Regions from separate parts of the Mus musculus genome. Here region 1 is linked to region 2. Evidence: chromatin contacts called from public HiChIP or PLAC-seq data. All regions are on one chromosome and are shown on one strand. The core of a region is the stretch at or near the end of the contact, and the rest is flanking DNA. Distances in the headings are between cores, read along the strand shown. Region 1 holds the start of Dlgap2 (DLG associated protein 2). Region 2 overlaps Erich1 (glutamate rich 1).

The links. HiChIP or PLAC-seq counts read pairs in DNA pulled down with a chosen protein or histone mark.
Region 1: an H3K27ac HiChIP or PLAC-seq map of embryonic stem cells shows a contact between it and region 2, with 11 read pairs. The contact joins the promoter of Dlgap2 here to the enhancer-like site in region 2. A contact is called at or near these places in 1 of 15 datasets of contacts at CTCF or cohesin (CD8 T cells), 2 of 484 Hi-C or Micro-C datasets (the HL-1 cell line and embryonic stem cells), 3 of 115 datasets of contacts at active chromatin or transcription factors (CD8 T cells and embryonic stem cells) and 2 of 9 other capture datasets (liver and pancreatic islet).

What each region holds. Positions count from the first base shown.
Region 1 is chr8:14,092,618-14,098,825 of GRCm38.p6, forward strand. Dlgap2 (DLG associated protein 2) reads left to right here and starts at 3,258. Exons shown (of 16, transcript NM_172910.3): 1 at 3,258-3,524.
Region 2 is chr8:14,034,721-14,040,755 of GRCm38.p6, forward strand. The region is part of intron 3 of Erich1 (glutamate rich 1); the gene reads right to left. Among named protein-coding and RNA genes, the nearest start is that of Gm39134, 12 kb to the left of the region's middle. Within about 2 kb of position 3,896, at least 21 of the 459 cell types and tissues checked have an H3K27ac peak or open chromatin away from gene starts, as enhancers often do. A contact at or near this core is called in embryonic stem cells, where this site is marked.

The DNA of each region.
Region 1 (6,208 bases), core at 2,008-4,507, 57 kb after region 2:
TGTTCACAGCAGTAAAACCCTAAGACACCATGGAAACACGGCCACTTCTGTCTCTCTCCCCTGTCCCTGACAGATCTACTCACAAAGATCCCATCTAGTTTGTCTCCTTTTCAAGTTGATCTCTTCCCTACTCCTGTTGCTGTTTTTCATTCTTACCCTCCTACCTTACCATCTCTTCTGTTCATACCCACCATAAAGATCTTTGAAAAGTCTAAAGCAATCACTGCAGGGCAGGAGAGATGGCTCAGTGGTTAAGAACTCTTGCCGGTCATGCACAGAACCTGGGTTTGGTTTCCTGCATCACATGGTTGCTCATGACCACCTGGAGCTGTATTTCTAGGAGATCTGACACCTTCTGCCCTCCGAGAGCATCGAGCATGGACACTGGTGCATTTGCATACATTCGAGCAAAATACTCATACACATAAAGTAGAATAAACATTTTAAAAAGTCACTTGCTGTAGCCCATTACAGGACCAGAATGATATTCCCTCTAACAACTGATTTTCAATATCATTCTAGAAACCTTAGCTAATGTAATGAGACAAGAAAAGGAAATAAAAATGTTATATATTGGGAAAAAAAAATAAAAACATCTCTGTCTACAAGTGACTTGAAGAAAATCCTAATGTCTTGGTCAAAATCCCACACAAAATTATGCTGTGTTTTAAGACACTATTCCAAGGCCTTTAAATGTGTTATAGAACCTCCCAATTCATTATCTGTTAGTTCTCATTCAAGATGGTCTCACAGTTCTTCCTTGTAGCAGGAATGGCTGGGCACCTCTAGGTAAACATGGGGGATGAGGGCACACAGCCCTAAAAGTATCTCCTGCAGGAGGACCTAATTGAGGACTGCCTAAGAGACCAAGGATTGCTGGTTTAGACAATGCCAGCCAATCAGGAACTGCAGTTTAGAAGAGATGCTTTCTTGGGACCAATGGGGTGTGAGTGGAGGGTATTAAAGGAGCTTGCAGCAGTGTTCAGATGTGTTGCTGCTGCGCCATAGACTCTGCACAACCTCACCTCCAACCCCCATGGGTAGGGTCAGGCATCGAGCACTTCCTAATTTCATTAGTCATTTAGAAGAAAAGATAAGTCTTTCCTTGTCTCTGGGTCTTTGGGTCTGTTCTTCCCACTGCTGGAACGGTCTCTTACCTCATTCTTTTCTGTCCCAAATCCCAAGCTTCCTGGGAGCTTGGGCAGAAGTCAACTTCTGGATTTACCTCATTCAACTCAAACTCTACAATAGCTTTCTTTGATATTATTCAAGTTGCTCAGTAGGGGGAGTCGAGGGGGGAGAGAGGATGGAAGAAATTGTGGAGTGTATCTCAGACTATTCCACTAAGAATCTTCAATAGGATCGAGTCCTTGTTGCCTGAAAGATCGCCTTGGTGACACATCCTTCATTATCCCTTTTTTCCCTTTCCCACTCTTTATTCCTGTTTAGTTTCCAGAGATAATAAGTTTTTCAAATAACTCACTGGAATCCATGTCTCGGGACCCGCTGTGTGCCAAACCTAGAGGAAGACTGTATGTAATGACACCACACAGTATTCCCCTAGGGTCACAAATAATTCCCTGTCCTTTTCCTTTTCCAATAACACTGTATATTTCCTTCATAGGAGCAAGTGCCATTCATGCTCACATGTTACTCCTATAACGTCAAATGGCTTCATCCCAACACTGGATGCGTGCCCAGGGACAGTCTTTCTTTCTGTTTTGGTACAAGTCCACGACCCAAAAGAGCTCACAGCAAGCACCACTGTGCTCCTTTCGTTTGCCTGAGATGGAAGACCGGAAGATGGGGGCACCGTGGAGAGGAGGAGAAAAGTGGATATTAGAATCTTCAACTTGATGTGCAGTCTAGATTTTTTATTCGAGGTCTGGAAACCCACCTTCCTTCCTTCCTTCCTTCCTTCCTTCCTTCCTTCCTTCCTTCCTTCCTTCCTCTCTCTCTCTCTCTCTCTCTCTCTCTCTCTCTCTCTCTCTCTCTCTTTCGATAGTGGAATCCAAATGGAGTGTGCTACAAACACTAGAAAAAAGTCACATCAGATACCTTTGATCCATTTGTGTATCTTTCACACACCTTAGTATTTTGCTCTGAAAGTGCACTGCAGTTGATTGATCATAGGAAAAAACATCTTATGGAGGCTGTTTTTATGGAAAAGATCTTGGGATTTAGGGAAATACAGGGCTGTTCACCTGTCTCTCCTCTATTCGACACCCATTCACCTTTCTGTAAATAGTCACCTTATTGATTAAGTTTTGGTCACATTTAAACTTCTTGACAACGGAGACGAAAGCCCCCTATTATATTTACACGGAGCCTAGAGACCGGCCCAAGGTTAAGCAGGTGTAGTGAGTATCCCCAGAGCCCGGTGCCAAACTATGTCTTTAGTTGTCAGCACCTTTTACTCTAGGCCACAGAAACTTTTCTTGACTGTTCAGTGGATCTAAAAAGGGTATCCCCACGAATCTAATTAGGTTTCATCAAAATATGGCTAATTTTGCTGAATTTGCCAGACTGTTTTTTGTTGTGTTTCTGATTTCGCTGAGGAAAAAAAAAAAGATAGTTTTTTTTCTTTGCTTCCGAGTGCAGCAGCAAACAAGGGCCGACACCATCTCAGCCCTCTATCTGGACCAGGTTTATGACTAAAGATTGCTGTTCAAGGTGCTGGGGATTCCTGTGAGCCCAGAAGCAGCAGTTTACCAGAGCTGGGAGGTAACAGGTGGAAACAGTGGTCTTATTTCACAGCACCCAGAGCAGCACTGTGCTCTCTTAGTGGCCAGTGCTGAGAGCTCCTATCTTCCATCGCTCCCTCTCTATGACCTGGGAGCCCAATAGGCTTTCACCGTGCAGAGTTCAGGGTGCCGATGCGTCTGCAGATCCCACATCTCGGTTCACATTGAGCTGGCCCTTCCCAGGCGCATTGGCTTGCTTGTGGGTTCCCACGCTGACCTACAAACACACGGAGCACACGCGGTGTGGGACCTCTCCGCTCCCCCTCCGGGAACCATCACTGTCCTGGAGTGACCCAACGCTCTGCGCGCAACAGTTGGGATCCGCTGTGCGCGGGCTCCCGGGCCGTGAGCGCCATGCGACCTCTGGGCCAGGCTTGCCATTGGCAGCGGCACCGCGGCCTGAGCGCTCCCCCTAGGCGCGTGGCGCTGGGCCCTTCCTCAGATGGAGCCACGCACCGGCCGCCCCCCAGTGCGCCGGTGCCTCCCCGGGCGCCGAGTGCGCAGGCGCCGGCCGTGAGGACCGACCGTGCGCCGGGCTCGAACGGGGTCGGAGCGCGCGGCGGCGGTGGTGGCGCTGGCGGTGGCGGTGGTGGAGGCGATAAGCGGTAGCGGCAGCGGGGGACAGACAGACTGCGGATCGACGCACGGACCCAAGGATTCTCGAGCTTGGGAGCTGGCGGCAGTGCTGTGCGCACCGCCTGGCCTGAGGGGTGGCCACCTTGCCATGTCGCTCTGCACCCACTGAACTAGGAAAGCCCAAGGATGTCTGCTCTGAGGAAGGTGCGAGACGCGCGGGGCCGCGGGGACCGGGATGCGGGGACCTGGGCGCTAAGTGGCGAGTGCCGTCGGGGCAGGGAGGGGGCGGTGCTGCGAGCCGGACCGGCGAGGGCCCTGCCTGAGTGGCTGCGTTGGGGATAAGAGGCTCCCGGGGACCCGATCCGGGAGCGTGAGAATAACCCCAGGGACGGCTGGTGCTCCGGGGTCCGCCGCTGGGGTCCTTCCGGGCTGCAGCGCCCCGCGGCAGGATTGCTGGCACACGGGCTCCCTGGGTGCAGGAGCGAGGCGGAGGTGTGAAATTCCCCGCTCCGCGAGGCCGGGTAAGGGGGTGCAGCCCGGGGCCCCGGCCAGAGAGGGACTCTGGTGGGGCAGTGGGGTGCGACCTGGGTTTCCCCTCCCCCAAGCCCGGGTGGACACCCGGACCTAGACTGGGAATGAATGAAAGGTGCTTGGAGCTGGTGGTACGGGCACTGGGGTCGCGGAGGCGGGGAGGGGCCACTTGTGCCCTTTGCAACAGCCTTCGCGCCCGGCAGGGCCTGGGCCTCGGGCTTGGGAGGGGGTGGCCGCTGCTGGGCTCTCCAAGTGCGAGCCGGGAGCACGGGGGCTTTTTTAGGGGTGGTTGCTAAGCGAAGCGCTACCCAGCGCAGGGTTTTGTAACTAAGCCTCCCCCGGCAGCTGCTGTTGCTGTTCTCGGGCTCTTTCCCTAACGATCGCAGAAGAAATAATGAGGATGTAATTATTACAGCCCTGCGCGGCGAAGGGCTGGGGGGCGGCAGGCACCGGCTCCTCTGCTTGACGCTGGCCAGGTGGGGCCGGGCGGGGCAGGGGATTTCTCTCCCATCCTCCTGGAGCGGCTGGGTGGCGGGAGATGCTCGCTGGGACCCGAGGCAGGGGCCGGGGCTGTATACCGAGTTAGAAGAGATGGGGAAGGGCAGCAGGCAGTGCCTAGGCGGGCGTAGAGTGTCGCAGGTGAAAGGGAACCGGGAGCGCCGCGGCTGCTTAGCCGTTTCTCACCCGAAACTCAAAACACTTCGGGAATGTGGTGCCAGCCGCCCGCATGTCGCTTCCTTCTTTTCAAATGGATGTGGATTCCGGCCCGGGTCGAAATCCAAATGCGTGACTGACTGATCAGCCTTAGCCGGCTTGTATCGATGAAGAGTATAAAGTAACGGGCAGCGAATTCGCCCTCGCTCTTGATGAACTCTGCCAGTCCGAGCTGTGGGCGTTTCAGGGCTGGAGATTAAAGCGTACCAGTTTTTCCTGGCGTCTAATACTTGGAGGCGGGAGGGAGCTGTCTGGACTCGGAGCCTTGGGATTGCTGTTAGTGGCCAGGTGGGTACATCAGCCTACAACCTTGAGATCTGACCGTTACCTTGGATCCCAGTCACCTGTGTTTTGCAGAAGGCTTTTATTGTACAGTCCACAAACTAATTGCATTTGTATTGAGAAAACAACCCGGAGTCACAGAATAGCCCAAAGTAACCCAGGACCGCTTCAGAGTTGTGTACAAATCTGAAGCTGACTTACTTAATCCAACCTCCCCAATAGTATATAGACTTTAAGTGCACTATAGCGTGATTTTCATCTTCATATTCCCTGTGGAAGGTGCTACATAGCCAAGGCCAAGAAAAATTTGGTGATATGATGAAAAATAATAAAATTTGGCAGGTCAGGTTGTTACTCTGGTGTTTTAAAAATGCCGTTTAATGCCATTAATCAGGATTCTCCAGTAGCCAAATTGTCTTGTGCAGGCAGTAGGGTGACTCACACAGATTTGGCTTCCATGGTAATTGTAGATTGTGCATACGACTTCCTTTTAGATGGTGTGACTTTTTTCATTACTTAGAAGGGAACAAATTAGAATATTTTCCGCCCCACATCTGGCTGCCTGGCTGGCAGGCCTCAGGGAGCCCGCTGCTCGAGCACATCTGGATTGGGAGAAACATAAATCCAATGGAAGATGGGCAGTAATCCGCAGCGACACCACTTCTCCATTCCATGGGGCTGATGTAGTGAATATGGGTTTTGTTCTCTGAGATGGTCTGTTATGAGCTGTTTATGTCCCACTATTCCCTTCTGAAATCATCTCCACTGTTAAGTCAGTAGAGGTAGAGCCATAACTCTTGCTCTGACCTGTGAATACCTTGTATTTTAGGTCAAAGGGTAATACACCAAATGGTGAGTGCTATGTCACATAACTCAAAGGAACATAATTAAAATTACCGCCCCTCCCCCATGGAACTTTTGTATTCCCCAGAGAAACCTTCCAGGCTGAGCAGTGCCAAGCTCCAGTCCCTTTGCTGCCTGTGCAGCCATAGTGAAGTCAGCCTGTGTGGTTGGCGTTGCTGGCGGGAGGCAAGAAGCTCATTTGCAGATCCCTCATGTGCTGCGCTCGCTCGAGGGCGCCTCTGATTCAGGTGGTTCAATGGCAGTGTTGTCATTTCTCCAGAGTGACGTAAGTATGTCCCTCTGTGGCAATCTGTTGCATCTCCTATTTTTGTCCACTTCCTTTTTGACAGTGATAGAAATTCCAAAATGAATATTAGAAGCAAAAACATGCTTCTTAGAATTTGACTCACGTACCCAGAACACGATCCACTGCGGAGCTAAAAAGTTCTAGGGTTTTATTAAGGGTTACAGGACTTTTAATGCTGTAATATTCCTTTAGGATTATATTTGAGGCAAAA
Region 2 (6,035 bases), core at 2,646-5,145:
TTGAGTGTATGTACGGGGACTGTGGAAGTGTGACAGACAGTTCTGTACTCCACCACACATCCACTTCCCACTTTGGCAGGTGACTTAGCACACAGGCCAAGGACATAACCCGTTCTTCTCATCACAGGTGACTCCTGCCTGAACTGATCCACAACTGTAAAGCCTGCTGCTGTACTTTGTGCTTTGGTTTTTGACAGTTCTAATTTTTAGGAAATTCTTAGTCGGGCGTGGTGGTTCACACCTTTAATCCCAGCACTTGGGAGGCAGAGGCAGGCGGATTTCTGAGTTCGAGGCCAGCCTGGTCTATAGAGTGAGTTCCAGGACAGCTAGGAGATTTCTGAGTTGTCCATTCTTAAGAAGCCAAGATTAACAATGTGCTGCTTACTGACCCCGCAGAGAACTACCTGGCTGGACATCCTTTTTCTGTTTGGACAGCTAACTCCTGGGAGATGCTCTGTTTGCACACTACAGTCCTATGGACAGTTAACTCTCGGAAGATGCTGGAGCAATTATAGTATGCTTCATCACCATGGAAATACACAGCCTACGTGTCTTAGTAAGCTCGAGCCCTTGACTCTCACTGACGCGGACTACCCCTCAGCTTTGTGTCCTTCTTGGGTTAGATGCTGTGTTGTGGGAACGGCGAGCAACTCCCCTGCTATTTTTGAGTGAGAGTTCACAGTTTTCTCCTGTACTTAGCAACAGTATCTATGAAACCCACTGCTACCTCAAACTTGACATGAGGCCAAAACTACTCCTCATAAAATCATGATATTAGATTATGGTCTAGCTCATAAATGGCTTTCCTTAATCACTAGTAGATTTCTCAATAGCGTTCCTTTCCATTTCATTTGCAAGTATGAATCGATACGAGGGGTCTGCTAAGTGTGGCTGACAGATCAAAGTCTGACTATCTCAGAGTTCCTGACAACGAAACAGTCTATTAAATATTCATGTCCCCAAAGTAATGACTGTTATGGGATTGTCTATCTTAGGTTCACTGCACAACAGAAGAGTGGTCCTTCTGGTGTCTTAAAATATTTAATGTCATTAATTTGAAGAACAGAACCCATCCATATTTTATGATCTCAAAGGAGGGCCATTTGGGAGCCAGTGTGACAGGGGCCCTGGGTGTGTGGGGTCCTGATTGCTCACTGAGGAGGGTGGGGGGAGGCGGAGTCCTCAGTTCTCTCCAGGTTATCTATGGGTGCCTTCCCCCTGGAAGCCACCTTCCGGATTACACTAACCGCCATACCATAACATGAACGGCTGTTGTGTTAAGAATGATTGCAGTATTGATCTGCTATTTTAAAAAGACTATAAGGTACTAATTTTAAAAGGTGGCAGTGGCAAAACAGCTCTCCAATGATGTATTTATGACACGTTTTAAAATAAATCTATGCGTGTGTACTGTTGAACAGGAAAACTTAGCCACAGGTAGCCCAGACCTGGGGCTTGCACTCTGGTCACTCGGGGCGACATGAGGCAGGCTGGCCGTGCTCTGCAGCACCCGTCACATCTCCATTTTGAGAACACTATATACTGCTTTATAATGAGGAAAACATCTTAAATTTGAACTTAGGACATCACAAAATGTAAAAATGGCTACTAAGTATTTCTTAAAGGTATTTGTTAACTATATCAAGAAGAGAGAAAATCAGTAGTAAGTATTTATGTCATATAGGTAGTAGTTTAGGGGTACAAGACTGTGGTCAGGGATATAGCTCAGTGCTGGACTATTTGCCTAATAAAAGAAGGCTTTGGGCTATCATCAGCACTGAGAAATAAATGAATAACACATACATACATATATGTATATGTTTATACACATGCACACATAACACATGCACACATACACATACATATACACATGCACACACACATACACACATGCACACACCTTCACACATATGCACACATACATACATACATACTCACACATACACACATGAACATACACACATACACACACCTTCACACATATGCACACATACATACATACATACTCACACATACACACATGAACATACACACATACATACAAACATACTTACATACACACACATACACACTCACTCATACACACACATACACACGCACACATGCATATATGTATAGGGGCTGTTTCCCTACTGGGTGTGGTATGAATCTCTATAATTCCAGCAGTTGATAAGCTACTGCAGGAGAACAGGTAATATTCTAGAATTCTGGACCCGTATGAGAGAGTTAGATCTGATATCAAAATAAATATAAATAAATAACACAAGCAAGCAAACAGCAAATTAAAGAGAATTAGAAGGAAAGCGAATACAGGATAATAAGCTGTAATACCTCTGCTACTGCCATACACCATGCTAACGTGTTCAAAACCTCTTTGGCTTAGATGGAAATAATGAAACTGTGCCATTTGCTCGTGGGTTGGCTCCAGGCAGAAAAAAGGGCAAACAGAGATTGTGTGAGAATCACACTGCTGTGTATAAGGGAATCCAAAGCTGTGAAGACAAGCTCTTTACTAACAGGTAAGGGTAAAGATGAATGTGAAGGGTGTAGCTCACCAGTGAGAAACAGTGAGCTACCGCTACGTACCTACAAGGACCCCAAGTCAGGACATGCGTGCGCGCGGTAGGAGATCCTAGACCAATTCCCAACACGGAAAAAATAAAAAACCAAAACAACAACAAACCAACCCATGACCCCATGCAAAGTTCTAGGATGGGGATCAAGGGGCTTTCCCAGTCGGCAGGATCGAGGTCAGGATCAAGGTCAGGGTCCTTACAAGGCATGGGAGGACTTGATGGAGGGAGACTTTAGGAGTAACACACTGCACCTTGGCTTCTGCACTAATGTGTGCCTAGGGAAGCTGAAGAAGTCGGGGAGCCCTCTGTGGAGCCCAGAGATGTGATTCCACCTTTTACATATGCTGTGGCTATGCACCCCTGGGTCCTAGCATTTCCCAGGGTTGTAGAGCACAATGTAGTGTATAAATACATGACATATAGATTCATACAGGAAAACAATGTAGCTCTTGTTGTATTTAAAACACATGCCTACCAGTCGTGTGGCTTACACATATATTTGGCAAATGGGAAAATAAGATGTGTATGCCTAATTTTCATATGTTAGCTAAAGGAGAAACAATTCCTTAGGATCTGGGAAAAATACCTTAAGGAAGAAAATGTAAGCATGATGGCAAAGGTGTGTGTGACTGCAGTCAGTGTCATAGAAGCAGCTGTTCCATCCTAAAGGCACCAATTTTCCATCTACATGGACAAGCTTGTTTCTTAGAACATACTTTTCATCATGATGCCCTTTTCCTGGGCAACCTTTTTTTTTTTTTTCTTTTTTTTTTTTTCTTTTTTTTTTTTGGTTTTTGAAGACAGGGTTTCTCTGTATAGCCTGGCTGTCCTGGAACTCACTTTGTAGACCAGGCTGGCCTCAGACTCAGAGATCCGCCTGCCTCTGCTGGGAATAAAGGCATGTACCACCACGCCCGGCTTTTTTTTTTGTAATGTACATTATACATTACACACATACACACACACACACAGTATCTGCCCTCAGACACAGCAGAAGAGGGCATCAGATCCCATTACAGATGGCTGTGAGCCACCATGTGGTTGCTGGGAATTGAACTCAAGACCTCTGGAAGAACAGAGAGTGATCTTAAATGCTGAGCCATCGCTTCAGCCCTTCTGGGCAACCTTTTAAGACTTCCACATGGTGAAAAAGCCCTTTGGCAAAGCTTCTGTGCTTGGCCAAACTACAGTTGCTCTGCAGGCCTCCTTCAGGGCCCACCTGTGAACGGTTATCTAAAATCCAGCCCAAGCCAGGCCTCTGATAGGCTGAGCTGGCTGTAACACCCACCTCATGCTCCCCCAAGCCAGGTCTCTGATAGGCTGAGCTGGCCGTAACACCCACCTCATGCTCCCCAAGCCAGGTCTCTGATAGGCTGAGCTGGCCGTAACACCCACCTCATGCTCCTCACCTTGCATATCTGATCAACCTTTGTACAACTCCAAGGTGAGGTCTGCTCACTTGCCTTCCCTCAGCAAGAATCCCGTCAGGTTCGTTTGGCAGGAATCCTTCTCATCCCTGATGTTTTCTTAGTGACACACGCCCAAATTCTCCCTCTGCCCCCAGTCCCAACTCTAAAGCCTAACTTGCCCACACTGTACCTGGGCTCCGGAGGCATGTCCCTGTACCGTCAGGATGGCCCTAAACACAAGCCTGCCAAAACCAAGCGTTGTGAATGACTTTTTTTTCTTTAATATTATGACATCAATCACACTTGCAACCTATGGCTTTCCCAAAATCTCATCAGAGGAAGCTGATCATGTTGTCAGATAAACCCAAGATAATAACTATTACAGAAATAAGATGTTGAAGGATTATAACACACTTCAATGTCAACTTAGTTTCTGATGTAATTTTCTCATACTTTAAATTTCTCATATATGTGTATGTCTGCCTGCTGTAAATAGTTATGCAAAACAGGTTCTGTTTTCATAATTCTGTATACCCTAAATATTTTATTATGACTTCTGGCAGGACCACTTTGCTCAGGGAGTCTGAGGAAAACTATGGTGCAGGTCTGATTCCTGGGGCAGTCAGGTTTCTATTGAAGAACTAAGAGGGATGCGCTCTCTGCACACGGGAAAGAGAGCTCAGGCTCCTGCTTCTAAACAACAGGTCACAGGTAGTGGCCACAGAGGAAACCCGTGCGATGCTCATGGCTGACGTCTGTATGGCACACTGGACTGAAAGCCCCTGCTCCTGGGTTCTAGTGTGCGTAGGTTCATCTGCATTCCCCATCTCTCTGCTCACCAGGCATGAGTGGGCAAAGCATGGCCGCTCCTGTAGGCGTTGGCAAATTCATGGGCCCAGCTGAGCTGATGAACTCTGGTCCACAGACCTCAGCCTTATGCCTACAAGCCTTAGGTCTCATCAGGAACTCTCCCTTGACACCCCCCCCCCCCACCCCCGCCACTTTACTCCAACAGCCCCAGTGAGCCAATCAAGTCACTGATTCTATCACACTGTGATCAAAGCACTTCTCTCCAGCGTGGCCTCCCACTAGCCCTGAAATTTCGGAACAGTGCCACCCTTGTGCAACAGGGAAGTGTCCTCGTGGCTGTCACTGGCTGCAAGTAAGTGCGTGTGTGCTTCAAGGGTGGCTTGTGTCCCAGGAGGACCAACTTGTAGATCTTCCCTTTCCTGATCAAGTACAAGATCCATATGTGGCCAGAGGCAGCTACCTGGGGCAGGGTTATGTGCACAACCGGAAGAAGTGTATTCTGGGATGTTAGCTAGAGTTTTAAGCAAAGACAAAAGGCAGGCATTAGAAAGACAATTGCATCATCAATTAAGAAATAACTTTCACCATACAGTCTAAGACAGTATCTGTTTTAAAAGCATGTGGGAAGCCAAGTGCATTGCTTACGCCTGTGTCCCTGTAATACTATCAGCACCACCACCATCACCACCACAACCAATTCAGAGGAGAGGTAGGGGCTCTTACCGAGCATCTTGGTTGTGGGAGCATGTGCAGAGGCTATTCTTCACTTCTTGTCAGAAAGTGCGTAAAGGAAAATATCAGGGTGAGACAGTTATCCTAAGTATGACATGCCCCTCAACCCCCCTACAGCAAGGCCCCGTCTCTTGTCTTTCTCCACCTTCCAATAATACCATCATATGATGAACCCATCAAGGGATTAATCTATGGATTAGCTTAGAGCCCTTCAGACCTGTCTCTGGTCATCCGTTCACAGACATACCCAGAGATTTGCTTGCCTAATATCCTAGGTATTTCTTAATCCAACTGGGATGATGGTACAAATCAGCCGTCACACAAAATAAGTCTCAGTTAATTCGCAAACTGAGCTGTGAATTTCCAATCCCACTGAGCCAGCACTGGGGCCGTGAAAATAACCAGTGCAGACAGGGCCCTGGACAGAAGGCCTGGGATGAGAGTCATCAGGGCTTTGGCCGCAAAGGGAAGGAAATTACAATCCACCTTACTTAACTACAGGCCTTCA